Regions from separate parts of the Mus musculus genome. Here regions 2 and 3 are each linked to region 1. The links are chromatin contacts, called in public Hi-C and promoter capture Hi-C maps. All regions are on one chromosome and are shown on one strand. The core of a region is the stretch at or near the end of the contact, and the rest is flanking DNA. Distances in the headings are between cores, read along the strand shown.

What was found. Promoter capture Hi-C pulls out the DNA fragments that hold promoters and counts their contacts. Hi-C and Micro-C count contacts between places; a contact is called where the count stands out from the background.
Region 2: a contact with region 1 is called in a promoter capture Hi-C map of pre-B cells, with 4 times the contacts expected there. The contact joins the promoter of Dad1 here to the promoter of Tep1 in region 1. A contact is called at or near these places in 3 of 39 promoter capture datasets (cranial neural crest, liver and pre-B cells).
Region 3: a contact with region 1 is called in a Hi-C map of B cells, with 5 read pairs. The contact joins the promoter of Gmfb here to the promoter of Tep1 in region 1. A contact is called at or near these places in 1 of 39 promoter capture datasets (pre-B cells) and 1 of 484 Hi-C or Micro-C datasets (B cells).

What each region holds. Positions count from the first base shown.
Region 1 is chr14:50,867,928-50,871,805 of GRCm38.p6, reverse strand. Tep1 (telomerase associated protein 1) reads left to right here and starts at 1,252. Exons shown (of 55, transcript NM_009351.2): 1 at 1,252-1,393; 2 at 3,221-3,811. The coding sequence starts at 3,245. It overlaps Gm26782 (a long non-coding RNA gene), which reads right to left and starts at 1,510. Exons shown (of 3, transcript XR_874615.2): 1 at 1,250-1,510.
Region 2 is chr14:54,251,318-54,255,299 of GRCm38.p6, reverse strand. It overlaps Dad1 (defender against cell death 1), which reads left to right and starts at 1,371. Exons shown (of 3, transcript NM_001113358.1): 1 at 1,371-1,668. The coding sequence starts at 1,458. It also overlaps a transcript of Abhd4 not described here.
Region 3 is chr14:46,820,524-46,824,158 of GRCm38.p6, reverse strand. Gmfb (glia maturation factor, beta) reads left to right here and starts at 1,917. Exons shown (of 7, transcript NM_022023.2): 1 at 1,917-2,058. The coding sequence starts at 2,056.

The DNA of each region.
Region 1 (3,878 bases), core at 3-2,502:
TCCCTAAGGAATCTGGCTTGAACTTGAGATCCTTCTGCTTCAGCCTTTAAAATCTCTGGAATTATAAGGGTATATTACCTGGCTAGTAGTAATTTACATACAAAACAGACCTCCACCCACACACTCCACTTTGTATTTATGAGTTTTGCCTCTATGTATGTCTGTGCACCACCTTCATGCCAAGTGCTCTTGGAGTTTAGAAGAGGTCACCATGGGTAATTAGAGTTACCAATGGTTGTGAGGCATGATGTGGGTGCTGGGTACTGAACCTAGGCCTTCTGCAAAAACAGATTCTCTTCATTTCTGAGCCATTAGAGGGCAGCCTGGTCTACATAGTGAGCTGCAGGCCAGCTGGGGTTATATAGATAGACCTTGTCTAAAAATAAAAGCCCAAATCCCCAAAATCAAAATTTAAAAAAATTTGTTGCTGGGCGTGGTGGTTGGTGGTGGGGTATGCCTTTAAATCCCAGGAGATGGGAGGCAGGGGCAGGCGGATCTCTGTGAGTCAGAAGCCAGCCTGGTCTAAACAGTGAGTTCCAGGACATCCAGGGTTACATAGAGAGACCCTGTCTGAAAAAGAAAGAAACAATCAAAAGGGTTTGGTTTATTATCTCAGGTAGTTTGTCGCAGTAACAAAAAGATAACATAATGAACTCAAATAGCATGAGTAGAGTTAACTCTTTGATCTTCCTGCCAGAGCCTTCTAAGTACTAGGATTACATGTGTGTGCCACCATTCTGAATCATATTTTCAGAGGTTTTCAGTCAAGGATCTCTTGACCCTCTTGCTTTGGCCTGTGGCAAAGCAGTTCACGGATGGGGTGGAGTGGGATTGAGTGGGGTGGCGACAGACGAAACTGTTTACTTTCATGGTGGATGAAAGGAAGCAAAAGGGAGAGAAGGGGCCTGACTTTCAAAGGTCAGCCAAGGGCACACTCTCAGCGATCTTTCTTTCTAAACGTTTCACCACCTCCCAACAGCTGCCCAAGGCTGGCATGATTTTAGCACATAAGCCTCTGGGGTATTTTCAGGATACATAATAGCATCAGAGCATGATTGTATTGGGTGGAAATACAACTCGGTTGGTAAAGTTGGCCTAGCCGGAAGTATAAATCCCTAAACTGTGCAAATCAAACCGGGTGTGGTTAGCACAACCCTATAATCCCGGCATTTGCGATATCCTACACGCGGCAGCCCCGCCCTCAGCCCCGCCCTGCCCCCAGCCCCGCCCCTCCCTCGCCCAGCCTCACCCCTTGGCCTCACTAGGGTGTTGGTTTTCTTTCAGTTCTCTGCTTCCAACCAGTCCACTGGCTGACCCAGGCCGGTTTCTGCTCCCCGTTGCGGAGAACCAACGCGCCTCTCATTGCGCACAGCTTTTCCAATCCTGAGCGCAGGTAGAGCCCTGGCCGAGACCTGTGTCAGCTGGACTCCCGGAAGGACCTCTGGGCGAGCGTGGTGCAGCCGCTTAGTCCTTCCGGGCGGCTGGCAGGGAGGTGGGGTGGCCTTAGTGGGGCGGAGGGATAGATGCTCAGAGAGAATGGGTTCCTTTTGCCTTAAAGAATCCTAGGAGGGAGTGACTGTAACAAATGAAGAGTGTTGTGATCACTTTTGGCAACAGAAACTCACTAGACTGACACGTTTAACAGTAATGGACACTAAGGTGCCAACGCGGTAGGCCTCCACGACTTCCTAAGAAAAGAATAGCGTCTGAAGTATGGCTTCAGGTGCAAGGCCAAAGAAAAGGGACCGGGGTAGGAGTGGAGGCAGGTATACATACAAACTAGTGTATACACAGAATGTCAGTATAAAACTATCAATACCAGTTATCTCTGGAACTTGGGGAAGAACTTTTAAGCTTTCAGAAGTTAATCAGAATCTCTATAAACTCCAGAGAGGAAAAAAATTACATGTCTTTATTTCTCTGTTAACTTAAAATTTTAATTGAGAACTTGTTTTTCACTCTTGGATTATGCCAGATGTGGCTGTGTATGTCTTAATCCTAGCACTGGGGAGGCAGAGGCAGGTGGCTCTCTGTGAGTTGGAATCTGTATAGTAGTTCCAGGTCAGTCAGACCTTTTTAGTGAGACCTTGTTTCAATACATACATACATACATACATACATACATACATACATACATATTGGATTAATTCTGAAATTCCTTATTACTCGTTGGGTGTGTATATGTGTGTATGTGTTTGTTTGTGTGTGCAAGAGTATGTGCATATGCGGATATATATACGGGTATGTGGAGACTAGAACTCCACACCAGGTGTCTTATTCTATTGCTTCTCGAGTTACTTTTGGTAGGCTGGCTGGCCAGCTTGATGTAAGAATCTGCCTGCCTTTCAGTGTTGGGATTACAGTCATAGACTACTGAGCCTTACTGTCATCTAGATGTTTTATCAACTGACCTATCTTTCTAGCTTCCCACCTTTTTTTTTTTTTTTTTTTTGGACAAAGTCTCCTATATTCCAGGGTGATTTTGATCTTTTAACTTGCTATGTAGCCAAGGATGACCTTTGAACTCCTAACCCTTCTGCCTCGGCCTCAAGTGCTGGGAGTGCAGGTGTATGCCAGCCCAGCCCTCACTACTTTTTTTTTTTCCTTGTAGTACAGGGACATGAGAGGAATAGCAAGACACATTTTCTTTTGAGAAAGAGAGTGTCAGTGCTCACGTGGACCTGGAATTTGCTATGTAGCCCAGGCTGGCCTCCATGTTCTTATGGTCTCCTTTTCAGCTGTGATTCTAGACAGGTCACCGCTATGCCATGCCAGGCTTCTCTCTAAGCTTTTGCTTTCCCTTTTCCCCCCTGTCCCCTTAGAATTACGCCTGGATAAATCTAAAAGGGGGGGGGGCAGCAAGATGGTTAAAAGTGATGGCTGTACAACACTGCAATACCGACCACTGGAGTTCAATCCCCACATCCCACTGTAGGGGGAGAGAACCAACTCCCAAGGATTGTCCTCCAGCCTCACACATGCTGTGACACGCATGGCCAAACTTATAGACACACCTGTCTTCCCCTCTCCCTCTCTCAATACACACACACACACACACACACACACACACACACACACACACACACACGATAATAATAATAACAATAACATAATTTTAAGAAGTAGAAATATTTGTTTGTTGCCTATCACTGGCACAAACAGATGAGTATGGAGTTGATATGTTTCTAGTGCATCTCATTACCTGTTTTTTTTCTTCTAGGCATATGTTGATTGTTCTTCAGCTATGGAGAAGCTCTGTGGGCATGTGCCTGGCCATTCAGACATCCTCTCCTTGAAGAACCGGTGCCTGACCATGCTCCCTGACCTCCAGCCCCTGGAGAAAATACATGGACATAGATCTGTCCACTCAGACATCCTTTCCTTGGAGAACCAGTGTCTGACCATGCTCTCTGACCTCCAGCCCACGGAGAGAATAGATGGGCATATATCTGTCCACCCAGACATCCTCTCCTTGGAGAATCGGTGCCTGACCATGCTCCCTGACCTCCAGCCTCTGGAGAAGCTATGTGGACATATGTCTAGTCATCCAGACGTCCTTTCTTTGGAAAACCAATGTCTAGCTACTCTCCCCACTGTAAAGAGCACTGCATTGACCAGCCCCTTGCTCCAGGGTCTTCACATATCTCATACGGCACAAGCTGATCTGCATAGCCTGAAAACTAGCAACTGCCTGCTCCCTGAGCTTCCTACCAAGAAGACTCCATGTTTCTCTGAGGAACTAGACCTTCCACCTGGACCCAGGGCCCTGAAATCCATGTCTGCTACAGCTCAAGTCCAGGAAGTAGCCTTGGTATTTGCTTTTGGGTGCTCATCTTGACTCTAGCCTTTTTTTTTGCTATATGTTCTGTTAGTAGATT
Region 2 (3,982 bases), core at 122-2,621, 3.4 Mb before region 1:
CCTTAAGTTGACGACCAGAGGAATCTGTTCTACTTGTGCTGAGACAGGGAGAAGGGTTCAATTGCAGATGCATTTCATATTATGTGGAGTAGGAACCCGTCTGGTTATCCTTCCACATCCCACCCACTCTACAGTAACACAAGAGCACAGAGGCTACATTTCTAGGAGTGCAAACTTCTCTCTTGTGAATATGGATTTACCTCTTTTAACAGACTAAGGCTTTCCAAAGACACGAGTGATTCACTGGAACCTGGGCAGGGCTATTTACGTCTTATTGGATTGTGGCGCTAAGTGTTTCCGGGCTAAATACAGATAACAAGCGACAGTAGTTCAGTTGCGGGTTTAGAAATGCTGCTCAACTAGTTAGGCAGGGCAGTTGGAAGTGTCTTAAACGCTGAAATGAAGTACCGGATTCTATGCGGGTAGACTTTTTAACTGAAAGATGAGATACTAGGTTTAGAAGGTCGGGTTATTGTGAACTTGTAATGGCAGTGCAAACCAGAAGGCAGAACTTAAGTTTTCTTCAGCTAAAACGCTAAAAAGCAGTTAATTGTACTTGTTAAAACCTCAAACTTTCAATTCTTTTTCTATAAAATGATTCAGAGGATCAGGTTGAAACAAATATGCTCTTTGGAGCCATTCAAGGAATATTATAACAATACCTGTTGTACAATGTCAGTTTGCTGCTGATCCTGACCCTTCACTCTACGCACAAGTGACTATCTCTCTTTTTAGACAGTGACTGATTAACCTAAAAATTCCTACAATATAACTACAGCTATTGGACCTCCTTGGTACTCAACGAGCGTTTGTTGAATGAATGAATACCTGCTGGCTTAGGTTCTTCGTGGGGCCCAGATTCAGCCTTCCAGTTCAGGATCCTGTAGAGGTCAACCCTCTCCCGCCAGTGTAAACCGGCGCTTGGCCCGTATAAGCATAGTTCTCACTGCGGAGGAACTTGACCTGCTCTAATGATCGGTCATAGGCATCTGAAGATAGAGCTTTTAAGAGAATTAGGGCCAGGCAGGTTAAGTCCCTGGACCGCCAGCTTGGTCTCTAAGCAGATTCCCAAGCTAGACCACTGAGGGGGATCAAAGAGAGCCGGAACTCTCTGGGAAGCGTCTCTGTCCGCTGTTAAACCTCTCCCCTTGTTCCGGTCACAAATCTCGTCGCCAGAGCAACAGAGGGCGTCAACAAACGCAGGGCGGAAATAAGGCTATAGTACACGTCTCCAGAGGGGGAGATAGGCCCTGCGCAGGAGCATTAATTTATTTCCGTTTGTAGTTCTCAGTCTGGGTATGCAGCCTGTGTCTGCGCATTAATTGTGACGCACCAAGGCTGGCCTTTACGCCGGAGCCAATTGGCCCGCCGGTGTGGGCGTGGCTAGGGCCCGCTAACGCGCACGCGCGAGCCACATCGTCTGTGGTCGTCCGGTATCCGAAGTCCCCGTGTTCGTCATGTCGGCGTCTGTGGTGTCCGTCATCTCCCGGTTCCTGGAGGAGTACTTGAGCTCCACTCCGCAGCGGCTGAAGTTGCTGGACGCCTATCTCCTTTATATACTGCTGACCGGGGCGCTGCAGTTCGGCTACTGTCTCCTCGTGGGCACCTTCCCCTTCAACTCTTTCCTCTCTGGCTTCATCTCTTGTGTGGGCAGCTTCATCCTAGCGGGTAATGATTCTGTATCCTGGTCATAATGTCCCACTTTGGCGCGCAGCTTCGTCCTCACGGTACCCTTTGGTAGTTTGTAGAAGGCCGTCGTCTGTGAAGTCACGCTTACTTCTTGGGATCCAGGAAGCAGGCTCAGAAATGTCACGTTTCTAATGCCTAACAGGAGTTGAAACTGAATATGTAAAGAAATAGTCTTCTGGTGTTCGTCGCAATTAATACTTCTCTAAGGAAAAATATCCTACCTTGATGAAACTTTAACACAAATTTAAAGTTGGTAGAGCTTTAAATTAAAATGCCAAGCTGAGACATTTCTATCACTTTGGCCTAATCCCTACTTCATCTAGGAGAAGACTTTGGTGATAGTATAGGAATATAAATATTAGTGACTGCTTGTGAGGAGGCAACCCAATTGATGCTGGCTTTTTAGTTGCCCCTACTTATTTCTGTGCATAATTTATGTGCTTTTTCTCTTTACCCTCAACTCAATTTTTATTCACACAATTGTGTATTAGCTCTTCTTTCTTCTACACATTTAATAACCTTACAGACTTCCAGGTTTAATGAGGATTGCCGCCATGGATTTCATCTGAAGTCTGACTTTTCTTGCCCCATGGAACTGAGAGAATACTGGGAACAGGTTTGGCTTAGGAATGTTACTACCAAATGTATCATGGTCAGTCAGCAGTGTTTTGGGGGTTTATTAGCAATTGTTTTCCTCAGTGAATTACAGCTGGTTTGGGCAGAGACAAAATATAGCATTGGACTTGTCTGGAGACTTGATTTAGTGTCTTAACATAAACCTCACGTCACATGTACACATTCACATTGCTAGGTCAGGCCCACTGGGAACAATTTTACTTTTCAGAACTTAAATAGGCCCCAGCCGACTTGTGCCCCAGTCAGAGCTAGAGCTGCAAAGTCAGCTTATTCAGTGGTCATCATAGTGTCTTTGGTTTTTGGTCCAGTTTCTGGAGGCTACACCCTAACCATCAGGATATGTTAGCACCATTAGCCAGGTCTGACAAACCTCTCTACTGTGCCCAGTACTGTTCCCGACAGAGAACAGTAAGAGGCTGAGAACCTCTTACTTATTTAGCCTCTGGTTATGGAAGTGTAGGAACAGAGTGGGGCTAACAGCTGATTTAAGTAAGGTCTCTCCTGTTGAAGCCACCCATCTTCACAAGCCTCTGAGTTAAGTCCTGACTTACCAGAACTACATAGAAAAAAAGTGATTTGCTGGAAAGTTAGGTTAGTGCGCTCACACTCTCTCTTTCATCCCATCTGTCTTTCTTTTTTTTTTTTTTTTGGTAGATGACTTTTGCTTTTTTTTTTTTCTTTTAAAGATTTATTTACTTATGTGAGTACATTGTAGCTGTCTTCAGACATAGCAGAGGAGTGCAGAAGATCTTATTACAGATGGTTGTGAGCCACCATGTGGTTGCTGGGAATTGAACTCAGGACCTCTGGAAGAGCAGTCAGTGCTCTTAACCACTGAGCCATCTCTCCAGCCCCAGCCCCAGCTTTTGCTTTTTTTTTTTTTTAATGTTCTTTTAAAAGTATTTTTGTGAGCATCTTTGTGTGCATATAATGTATTGTAAAGTGTCATTATGTGTCAGTGTGCATGTGTGTGTATATGGAGGTTAAAGAGCAGAAGTATTCATTGGCTAGACTGAACTGGCTGGTGGATAGAGAACTCTGGGGAGGGAGTGTCTTCCTGTTGTATGGTGTCTTGTCTGCCTCTCTCCAACTCTCTGCAACTCCACAGTTAAAGATGTGCCAGCAAACCAGGTCCTTATGCTTTGAGGCAGGCACTTTACCAACTGAAACACCTCTCCAGCTCCTAAGTCCTGTTTTTGTGCCTGTTGAGGCTGAAATGATCAGGTTTCAGTGGGAGGTATATATATGGCTTGTTATTGACTAGACTGCTTAGCAAAGGAACACTGTTAGTAGTGAGGTCATTATTAGGAGTGAGGGCATTATTAGTGAGGACATTATTAGTGAGGACATTATTAGGACATTATTAGTACTGAAGTCATTATTAGTAGTAAGATTGGTGTTAGTAGTGATATTTACAAATCTTTTAGGTAACAGGGAATAGGGTGAGAGAAATAAAATTGGGTTTAAGGAAAAGAAAAAGTTTCTGATAATTCATTGTTGCTGAAGAAAGTTATCATTTGCATTCTCTTCCCTTCAGTGAACTCAGGGTATTTTGTCACTGAGCTAAATTCTCAGATCCATTCATCATCCACCCACCTATCCATCCTTTCTTTTTTTTTTTTTTTTTTCCTTTTAATTTCTTTTTTTTTTTTTTTTG
Region 3 (3,635 bases), core at 668-3,167, 4.0 Mb after region 1:
AAGTGCACTGTGGGATGTCCCAACCTGTGGCACACACATGAACAACTAACTACACATACACAAAAGCGTTTAAAAAGGAATTGGTCTTCTTGAGTTTAACACTTTAAGAATCTGGTCTCTTTCAAGAAAATTCGTAGCCTTCCCCTTTCTCTCTCCCATGTCTCTTGCTTCTCCTAAAAGGATGATCTGATGACAGCAGATGCTCATGGGATGTGGTGGGAGGCGGGAAAATGAGAGTGTAGATCTGAACCATGCATATAGGTCCTCACCAAGCTGTAGACAGCTTCATCTGAGTGTCTGTTTCTAGAGAGTTCCCACCGCTGGGATTCAAGGCTCGAGCCATGAACTTGTGTCGGTAAAATCTTTGGTAACCCACAGCCTCTTAGCTCTGCAGGCTTGCTAGATGCTCATCTTCGTTTTACCAGAGGAGGGGGACTGTTATAGGACCGTGTAGATTCGCCTGCATGTCACATGCTGGTTTCAGGGCTATCTTATGCAAACAGATTAGGCCACTTCTGCCACTGAAGAGATCTCTATTGTGTTAAAGATGGAATAGAGTCAAGTTCCAGGCTTCTCCCCAGAGAAGAGGATTTTCTCTGACACCTTGCCTATTTTGATGCTCCAGTGACTACATCCTTCCCTCTGCCATTTCAAGCTAGAGGAGAAGGCCAGAGTGGGAAAGGAAGGCTCTGCAGGTGCTCCAGCCTTCCTCCCCAGCTTCTACAGATCCACAGCAGAAGGTTTTCCCTTCCTACTGTTCACTTTGTCCCACCTTCCTTAAGGAGTGGTGTACAGGAAATCCATTTACCATTACCAATATCTGGATTTAAAACAAATGCTTATAGAGATTCAAAACTGCATAAGGTGCCTCTCACTGAAAACCTCTGGGTTTAATATGGAGATCCAAAACTCTATTTTTAGAAATCAAAGTTGCTCTTGGCATTTCTCTCTTCTTTCCTCCCTTCCAATTTCTTTCTTATTCTTAAAAACTATATTATTAGTTTGTGTGTATGGGTGTTTTGCCTGCTTGCACCACAAGCCTGCAGTGGCCCTGGAGGCCAGAGAGTGTTTTGGATTTCCTGGGGCTGGAGTTACACTGTCAACTACCATATTGGTGGGTTCTGGAGATCCGGCCAGGGTGGAGAGAACAACCTGTACTCGCAACCCCTGAGCCATCTCTCCAACTCCCATCCTTTCTTATTTTTGAAAGAGAATTCTACTAATCGTTTGAGGATAATAGTTATGGATGACAAAGGAGGAAGTACCAAAAGAGTATACAAATATTAGAATGTTTTAAAAATCTCTTATATTTATTTTTCGTAAAGTTGCCAATCCTTTCATCCACATAGTCTTTTTTGTACCTCATACTGTTTCTTAGAAAGGCAAGTTTATCTCCGTTATGGAATACCAGTAGTAATACATTTAAAAGGTCGTAACTTTTTGAGTGTCACACTTTGAAACAATAAGAGCACCTGGGTTTCAGAGTTCAATTCGCTGTAACTTGAGAGTAAAAGCCAACATGATCAACATTGGTAACCATTTACTGGTGAGTATGAATAGATTTTGGAAAATAAATTTATTCAGTAAGTTCTGGAAAGCAGGCAGGGTCAGGGATGGCGCCCTGGGACAGGTGCAAGGATGAAAGCCGCGTCTACCTTTGAAAAGCATTAAATCTGCAAGTAAACTGTAATCGACACGCACATTTACCACTCAAGTCATTAGCTCAGGTTTGGCACCACGAAATACCTGCCGTTAAGGCTTGTAGAATATTTAAAGACACCAAGAATCTGCGCACCGCTTGGCTGGCTCATTCCTTGGTAACGGCGCAGCATCCTTACTTAACAGGCACCAGAGGCGCCCGCGTCCGCATTTCGCCAAATTTTGGGCCTCGCCTCCCGCCGTCCGCTGTCACGTGCGGGCCACGGCGGCCGCGTCCTTAGGTGGGGGAGGCTGAGCGGTGCGCCAGCCGAAACAGGAAGGGAGTTGGCTGCCGAGCCATTCTTAAAGGGGCCCAAGAGATCGCACGGCAACGGGCCGCTGACGACCGGAAGGAAAATGGTAAGTGGCGGCGAAGGGAGGCACCGCGGGGTTGGACGGACTCGCAGTCCGTTCCCGACTTCCAGCGGCAGCGCGGAAGACCCCCGCGCTGCGGGCGGACGGTTGGAACGTGGCCTCCGCGTGGACCCTTGTGGTCCCCGCGGCGGAAACGGGCTGGGCCTGAGGGCCGGCGTTGTAGGCGAGTGTCAGGGTTCTGGTTGCATTCCGGCTTCGCCCAGGCTTCTTTCTACCTGCACCCCCTTGTTTCTGGCTGAATAGCTCCCGATACCCACATTCTTCCAGTCCAGGCCGTTGGAACCCATGTGACCCAGGGCTCTGATTTTGCCTTTAAGCAACTGTCAGAGGTTTAGTTTTGCTGCGTCTGGGGCAGTGGTTTCTGATCTCCTTGACGATGGACCCCAAGCATAAAGACAAAGTGGAGAATTAAGTCAGGTGCTCTCAAGGACCTTCTGGAGCCTTCCCAAAGTGTTTTTTAAGTACGACCAAGTATCATGGAAACAACAACAGGAAGACACTTATCTATAAATCCTCTCTTGGGGACCACTTCCGTCTAGCAGATCTTACCGCGGTCATTGAACCCAGTGAACTCGTGGCTTTTCATCGTTTTGACCTTTCAGCTACATTCCAGGGTGTTGACACTGGTGTTTGAGGCATCTCTTTAATTTTGCCTACCCCAACCCCCTTGGCTTTTGGGATTCAGAACTGGCTTTCCTCCTATTTCTGCTGATGCATCTGTTCCCCTTGGATTCCTTTCTCCATTCCTTGGACTATGCCCGTGAGTGCCCTAGGCTCCATTCCAAGGCTTCATTTTCTATTGTTTTTCTCTTTGCTGAACTTCTGGCTTCAGTAACCACCTACGTTGAGTTGACCTGTGAGTTCCTATCTCTGACCTTAGCTGAGATCCAACCAGCAGTTACATTCCACTTTTTGGTTAATTTCATCACACAGAAGCCACAGAGGCTCCTCAGTTTGTCCAAAAAGAACTCATAGCTTCCTCCACACATCTGGTCTTCATTCAGCCGGAATTCTGCAACTTGGCTAAAGGTGTGTTTGTGTTCCTTACACAAAGCCAGAAGTCTAGAAGTTATCTTTGTAAGTCTTTATTTCCTTCATATTGAATCTAACCCAGTTCTTATGTAGTGGAGAGAGAGAGAGAGAGAGAGAGAGAGAGAGAGAGAGAGAGAGAGAGAGAGAGAGAGAGAGAGAGAGAGAGAGAGAGAGAGAAAGAGCGAGCGCGCGAGCAAGCGCTGGAGTTCAGCATATCTGGGTTGCTTCCTGGGTCCACTACCTGTATGACTTAAGACTTTGGAGAAGATGCTTCTAGCCTGTCTAAATCTTAAATTTCCTGCCATATGTGGATGGCACTGGTGTGGGTGCGATAGTTTGGAGCATAAAGTGGGAGTCAGCTTTGTGCTGTATACGTGGTAGCTCACTGATGTTATTCACGTCTTTTATGCTGATCTTTAATTCCTCGGCTACTTGTCATCTCTGAAATAGTCTTGCTGGTAACTAGGGCTGTTGTGCTCTTCCTGGCTCTCTGCCTGCTTACTGCATATCACAACAAATATGATCTTATC